Regions from separate parts of the Mus musculus genome. Here region 2 is linked to region 1. The links are chromatin contacts, called in public HiChIP or PLAC-seq maps. All regions are on one chromosome and are shown on one strand. Each heading gives the region's core, a stretch centred on a gene start, on an enhancer-like site or on the middle of the called end of the contact. The rest is flanking DNA. Distances are from core to core; before and after follow the strand shown. Region 1 has its middle 22 kb from the start of Prss54. Region 2 overlaps Got2 (glutamatic-oxaloacetic transaminase 2, mitochondrial).

The links. HiChIP or PLAC-seq counts read pairs in DNA pulled down with a chosen protein or histone mark.
Region 2: a contact with region 1 is called in an H3K27ac HiChIP or PLAC-seq map of embryonic stem cells, with 4 times the contacts expected there. The contact joins two enhancer-like sites. A contact is called at or near these places in 14 of 39 promoter capture datasets (the C10 cell line, the HPC-7 cell line, cranial neural crest and 7 more), 1 of 15 datasets of contacts at CTCF or cohesin (embryonic stem cells), 1 of 484 Hi-C or Micro-C datasets (erythroblasts), 7 of 115 datasets of contacts at active chromatin or transcription factors (the SCID.adh cell line, embryonic stem cells, extraembryonic endoderm stem cells and 2 more) and 3 of 9 other capture datasets (adipose tissue, liver and pancreatic islet).

Annotation. Positions count from the first base shown.
Region 1 is chr8:95,595,606-95,599,017 of GRCm38.p6, reverse strand. It overlaps the pseudogene Gm31518. Among named protein-coding and RNA genes, the nearest start is that of Prss54, 22 kb to the right of the region's middle. Within about 2 kb of position 2,112, at least 23 of the 459 cell types and tissues checked have an H3K27ac peak or open chromatin away from gene starts, as enhancers often do. A contact at or near this core is called in embryonic stem cells, where this site is marked.
Region 2 is chr8:95,877,428-95,880,945 of GRCm38.p6, reverse strand. Got2 (glutamatic-oxaloacetic transaminase 2, mitochondrial) reads left to right here. Exons shown (of 10, transcript NM_010325.3): 2 at 3,077-3,233. Among named protein-coding and RNA genes, the nearest start is that of Got2, 9.2 kb to the left of the region's middle. Within about 2 kb of position 2,050, at least 106 of the 459 cell types and tissues checked have an H3K27ac peak or open chromatin away from gene starts, as enhancers often do. A contact at or near this core is called in embryonic stem cells, where this site is marked.

The sequences.
Region 1 (3,412 bases), core at 863-3,362:
GAAGTTCAAATCCCAGCAACCACATGGTGGCTCACAACCATCCGTAACGAGATCTGACGCCCTCTTCTGGAGTGTCTGAGGACAGCTACAGTGTACTTACATATAATAAATAAATAAATAAATCTTTAAAAAAAAAAAAAAAAAATTCAACCACACATTCATAGTTATAGCCAAATTGTTTCTTTTACTTTTTTTTTTTTTTTTGCTTTTAAAGATGTGTTTGGTTTTTTTCTTTTTTTCTTTTTTGTTTTTTTAGATTTTATTTATTTATTTTATATATGTGGTGAGTACATTGTAACTGTCTTCAGACACACCAGAAGAGGGCATCGGATCTCATTACAGATGGTTGTGAGCCACCATATGGTTGCTGGGAATTGAACTCAGGACCTCTGGAAGAGCAGTCAGTGCTCTTAACCTCTGAGCCATCTCTCCAGCCCCCGTGTTTGTTTGTTTATGTGAGTACACTGTCACTCTCTTCAGACACACAAGAAGAGGACATGGGATCCTATTACTGACGGTTGTGAGCCACCATGTGGTTGCTGGGAATTGAACTCAGGACCTCTGGAAGAGCGAGTCAGTGCTCTTAAGTGGCGAGCCATCTCTCCAGCCCCCAAATCATTTCTTACTCCACAGGTTTTGTTGAATTATACCTTGATTTTTGAAAATAAAATGGCCAATCTTGTTTTAGTTAAATTAGCTTATCTTGGATTGGAATTACAGTTTGTTGTGAGCCGCCATGTGGGTGCTGAGAATCGAACCTGGGTCCTCTGGAAGAGCAACCATTACTTTTAATCACCGAATCATCTCTCCGGCCCCCAAGCTTGGGGGTTAAATTTTATGATGGTAAAATGTTCACAACATAAAACAGACCATTCCAGCCACTTTAAGGTGTGTTAAGTGCATCCAGCGACCATCAGCACTATTTAGTGTATACTTGTCCATCACCCTGGACCTATCGGGGACTCTTCTCCATCTCCATGTCTGCACCCACTTATGTGGAATATCCAGGCAGATGTGCAGACAGGGTCAGGGAGGCGGCTTGCAGGAGTTGCCAGAGAGCTTGGAGTTGAGGAAAGCTTGGGAAGTAATTGCTAATAGGTATCTCTCTCTCTCTCTCTCTCTCTCTCTCTCTCTCTCTCTCTCTCTCTCTCTCTCGTTTGTAAGCTCAGCCTGGCTTTGAACTTAGGTACCCATCCTGCCTCAGCCTCCTGAGTGCTGGGAACTCAGGTGTGAACCACTACCCTCAGCTATGATCGCCTTATTTTGTAAAGTGACCTCCAAATCCATCCAAATCCATCCACTACCACATTGGCAGTGGATGGCCAGAAGTTTTTCTTTTTAAAAACTTGAAGGGTGGTCCACCGTAGGCATACCCATGGATCCACTGATGGACACTTAGAACATTCTCCACTCACCCTTAAAGATATGCCCATCCTTCCTAAAAGACATCTCAGGACATGGAATATACAGGAATTATGTTCTCCTTAGCTTCTTTTTTTCTTTCCTCCTTCAATCCTTTGTTTGTTTTATTTGGTTGGTTGGTGGGTTTTTGTTTTTTGTCTTTTGTTTTTGAAACAAGGTCTCTCACTGTGGCTCTGGATGCCAGGAACTGGATATGTAGATCTGGCTGGCCTCAAACTCACAGAGAGCCATGTCTCCTGGCCTGTTCTCTTTCATAGCTGTATTCCTTTTTTCTATCTGGTCGTAAAAGACTGCTGTAAGTGGATAAAAAAGCCGCCCGCCTCTGTTGTGTTACCATGGCCTTCTCTCTGTTACTCCCTCCAGTGCTTTAATATCTGTGCACACATAGCCAGATGGGAAGGTTGACTCTCATGCTTCACCCGAGGCCCCAAATAGGTATAAGCAACCCTGCAGATGCCAAGAGCCCCACCTCCTGAAGCTGAGGGCTAAAAATAAATGACCTCCTATATGAGACATCGTGATAGGCCGTCATGAGATGGCTTTCAAGCATAGCTCTGCTGTTACTATCTTCAAGTGGTAGTAACCCTTACATGACCTTCACAAGACAGGGCCTGTTGATAGACCCTCTTAGGAGGTGGTGGGAGGGGTCAGTCCTCAGATGTTTGAGATTCCAGCCCCTCCCTCCCTCCTGTGTTCCCCTCCCCCACACCCTGTTACTGTTCCCTAGCTATAGGTATTTCTGTCTCGGCTGTTATGTGGTCTTGGGAGGGACTTGTTACACAGAGGGAAGAAACCATCTGCAGTTTCCTGGAGACCATTACCCATGCTGGGGTGGGTCTTCTTGGTCATCCTATGAGTCATGTTCCTTAAGTACCCTGCACCCGTGGAGATGGAAGCAGGCTCAGTAAACTCCATTGGCTCAGTGAACTGCTCTTACGGAGTGTACATTTGCTCTTTGGTCTGTTTTGGGGGCCTTATCTGGGGTGGAGAGGCATTTGCTCACATCCCTCCAGGGCAAGTCATACAACAGAGAGAGAAAGCAATGGCTGATCTGAGGGTTGGGGCGTAGCTCAGACGATGAGCATGCGCTTAGCAGGCACAAAGCCCCGGGTTAGCAATACATGCAATTAAAGTGTAAAATAACTGTTAGTGGATTGTCTCTGTAAAACGATACAGTTTTGAAAAATAATGACCTGAAATAAAATTCAGAGCAGATGACTAAGAACATAAAACTATATGCTTAAGTAGAATGTTATAACATACATGTATACATAAATGAATATATGAGTAGTAAAGAACCTAGCTAGGATGGCAGGTACTTCTTTTTTGACATTTGTCTGGATTTCAGTAATTTTCTTTTTTCTTTTCTTCTTTCTCCCTTTCTTCTTTCTTTCTTTTCCGTTTTCTTTTTTTTTCTTTTTCTTTTTCAAAACATGGTTTCTCTATGTAGCAGTAGCTGTCCTGAAACCCACTCTGTAGATCAAGTTGGCTTCAAATTCAGATCTGTCTGCCTCTGCCTCTGCCTCCAGAGTGCTGGGGCTACAGGCATGTGCCATCACCATCCGCATGAAATTTCCTTTTTCTTTTCATGTGTATTCATACAGATGAATGCTTGTATCATGTGTGTAGATACAGGTGTGTGTGTGGTGTGTGTGTGTGTGTGTGTGTGTGTGTGTGTGTGTGTGTGTGTGTGTGCATGTGTGCATATGGAGGCCGGAGGACAACCTCTGGTGTCATCCTCTGGAATACAGCTCAACTCCTTTGAGATAGCTGCTCATTGGCTGGAACTCACCCATTAGGCTAGACTGAATGGGTAGCGGGCCCCAGTCCACACACCCATGGCTCCAGGCCCAGCATTTTTATGTGGGTTATGAAGATCCAGCTAAAATCCTCATCTTGCAAGGCAAGCATTTTACCCCAGCTGAGCCACCCCCCACCCTAGCCTGAATTTTAGAAAATTTCTAATTGAAAAAAGGACACATTGTGTGTG
Region 2 (3,518 bases), core at 801-3,300, 280 kb before region 1:
TGCCACAGCCAAGAGAAGCCTAAGGAGATAGGTGGTTTCCTAGAGAGTTAAGTGAACAGAAACAGACTTAAACTAAACTAGGGAAATATGCAAGGTATCTCTAGGGCTCTGTAACTGGAACAAATGCACCTTAGTAACTCCTAGTGCTAGCAAGGGGGTGAGAAATATGACCTGTTCAATTCCTCTAAGCCTAAACATATTTTTTAAAAAATTCAAACTGGGTTATGACTTATACCCCAGTAGTAGAACCCTTCACTAGCAATTAAAAATAAAATATATTAATGAGGGCTGGATGGAAGAAGGTTCAGCAGTTAAGAGCACTGACTACTCTTCCAGAGGTCCCGAGTTCAATTCCCAGCAACCACATGGTGGCTCACAACCATCTGCAATGGGATCCAATGCCCTCTTCTGGTGTCTGAAGACAGCTACAAATATACCCATATACATAAAATAAATTCTTTTTAAAATATATATTAATGCCGGGGGTAGTGGCACACGCCTTTAATCCCAGCACTCGGGAGGCAGAGGCAGGCGGATTTCTGAGTTCGAGGACAGCCAGGGCTATACAGAGAAACCCTGTCTCGAAAAACCATAAATAAATAAATAGAAATAAAATATATATTAATAATAAATACTATGCCTTTCACCTGGGTTAAGTATTCATCTAATACATGTTTTTCCTAAAATTACACTGGTTAAGAATGAAACAAGCCGCAAAACGTATTTTAAGGTAGTGCATTCAAAGTAGTAGAAATGTGGTTTCACATTTGCCAGGAAGCCTATGAATTGATGCTTTAAGTACTGAGAACTAGGATTTTGCAATCTAGTCTGCCAGTACCGTCCAGAGGTGGAAAACATGTCAGGCAGGCACTTAGTCTTTCCATATTATTGACACATAGTAAGGGTAGGCTTTGTTTTGTAGTTTAAGCTGCAGAAATCCTAGTGTAAGCTCCAGTACACAGAAGCACCTGACCTAGATTTCAAGCCAGAGGCTGGACATATGACTCAACTGGTAGCCACGCTTGTCCAGCATGCACAAAGGCCTGGGTTCGATCCCCAGCAACTACACAAGCTAGGCATACCGGTGTACTTGTTCATTTGTTTTCTGGGCTATATATGAATGTTTTCATTTTAATCCCAGGTGTGGCACGTGGGACTGCCTCAGATTGTCCACAGCAACCATGATTTGCTTTCTTCTCTGGCAGGGCATGATTTGGCCAGCTGCAGATACTTTGTGCAATTGTGTGATGTTTGGAATTCTGGAGACTTTTCAGAGGGCATATAAATCGTAGGCCCAGGGTCTGGAGAAATGGCTCGGCGGTTAAGAGTACCAGCTGCTCTTCCAGAAGTCCTAAGTTCAAATCCCAGCAACCACATGGTAGTTCACAACCATCTATAATGGGATCCTATGCCCTCTTCTGGTGTGTCTGAAGACAGCTACAGTATACTCATATATAGAGAGTAAAATCTTTAAAAATAAATAGCCTGGCAGTGCTGGTATGTGCCTTTAATCCCAGCACTTGGGAGGCAGTGGCAGGCAGATTTCTGAGTTTAAGGACAGCCTGCTCATAGAGTGAGTTCCAGGACAGCCAGGACTATACAGAGAAACCCTGTCTTGAAAAATAAACAAATAAATAAATACTAGACCCCCCAAGAGGTGGGTTGTTGGTTGCTGTTGGTCAAGGTTTGTTAAGTAGTATAAAAGTGTAAAAAGAAAAAAAAGGTGTAAGAAACAAATTTGATATCCTGACAACAAAGAGCAAACTTGCCCCTAAGGAACTTGACACCCCTAGTCAGCAGGAAGTAGTCTAACCCCCTTTCCAACCCTTGACTTTATTCAGGGATCTCTTTCCTTTCCTAGCTATCATTCTTCTCAGGTGTTAGGGGGTGGAAGGGTGGAAGGAAAACGGGTAGGGAAAGGTGGAATAAAGAAACCCCTACACAAAGTAACAATCACCGGCTACAAGGCATGAATTCTCTAGGTGAAACTTCAGATAGGCTGGACAGCTGTGGATTGCCACAAGATACACAGTATCAGTCTTGCGAGCTTGGAACTATTTTGCCTTTGCTGGTCATTGTTGTGGTTTGTAAATGTTAAGGCTGAATAGGACTGGCGATTGCTCCTCCCCCTTGGCAGCTTGCCAGAGCCTTTTAGGCTAAGATGAGAAAGCAGGCGGCTTCCAGATCACTTTCTCCCAGGCTTTTGTCTGGCAGGTGCTATTTTCAGCAATGGGGAGCTTACTTTCAGTTTCTCGGAGGACAAGGGCACTAGCCATCTTAGTTTGGGAGTCTCTTAGACTCGCCTGACCAACAAGCCAAAGGAAGGTTTCCCGTGCCTGGCACTCTTGTTAGGTAGCCTAATGTGCTTGAGGAGCATTGTCATACAAATGGCATCTCCTTGGCAAGTGTCTATGTAAACCGAATGAAAACTGTTTCCCTATGGCTTTTCAAGCCTTTTAGACAACTCCCCACCCCCACCCCCACCTTATTGGCTTCCTCTCCCTTTCTGCTTCCCAGTTAAAACGGCTCCCTTGTTTTCCCATTCCCCCCTTTATTGCACCTGTTTCCAGTCCCCCTCTCTAGCAGTGGGTCTCCATGGTCCCTTTTATCTTCCTGATTTCTGTGGTGGCTCCAGGTTTTACACGTGCATCTAAAGACTCTGAGCTAGGGAGAGAACATGCAGGCAGCGTCTGTTTCTGGGTCCGAGTTACCCCACTCATAACACTTACTGGTGATGTCCGCTTACCTGAAACTTTAATTTTCACTTTTCTTTACAGCTGGATAACGTGCCCCGATGTATATGAGCCACGCCTTCATTATTCATTAATAAGCTGAAGGGAAAAAAATGTTTTAAAGCTGTGGTTGTACCCTATCCTACCCAAAATAACTTGGTGCTATCTTTCTGCATCTTTTCATGTTTGTGCTGATCTCCAGTCTTCTGAAGGCTTTTGTGCTATTGGATAGCTGGTGCCTGTTCTGTGATACACACATGCCAACATGGATCTTTGGCAGAGCAGAGACATACCTGGCTGTAGGAATCGAGCTCATGGCTGGGGTAACCTATTTCTCATTTCAGCTCCTGGTGGACCCATGTTGAAATGGGACCTCCAGATCCCATCCTGGGCGTTACCGAAGCCTTCAAGAGAGATACCAACAGCAAGAAGATGAACCTGGGAGTTGGTGCCTACCGGGATGATAACGGAAAACCTTACGTGCTCCCCAGTGTCCGGAAGGTGAGCTTGGCACTCGTCTCCTGCCAGCTAGGATGTGGAACCTGAGCCAAAAGGAGTGCTGGACCAGGACTCCGAGACCCCGCCCCCCTAGGTCCTGGCTCTGGCTTTGTGAATCACCTGGCTTTTCTAGACCATGATTTTCCTTCCCTGAGAAAGCAGATTAAAACCACAAGGCCTGTAAGATTATAAGTCAGGTGTGGTGCCTAATCCTGAGGGGGCACAAGGGGATGACAATTTTAACATCCTCTCTTAAGGAGAGAAATAGCCAGCTGCGGGTGCAGCTAC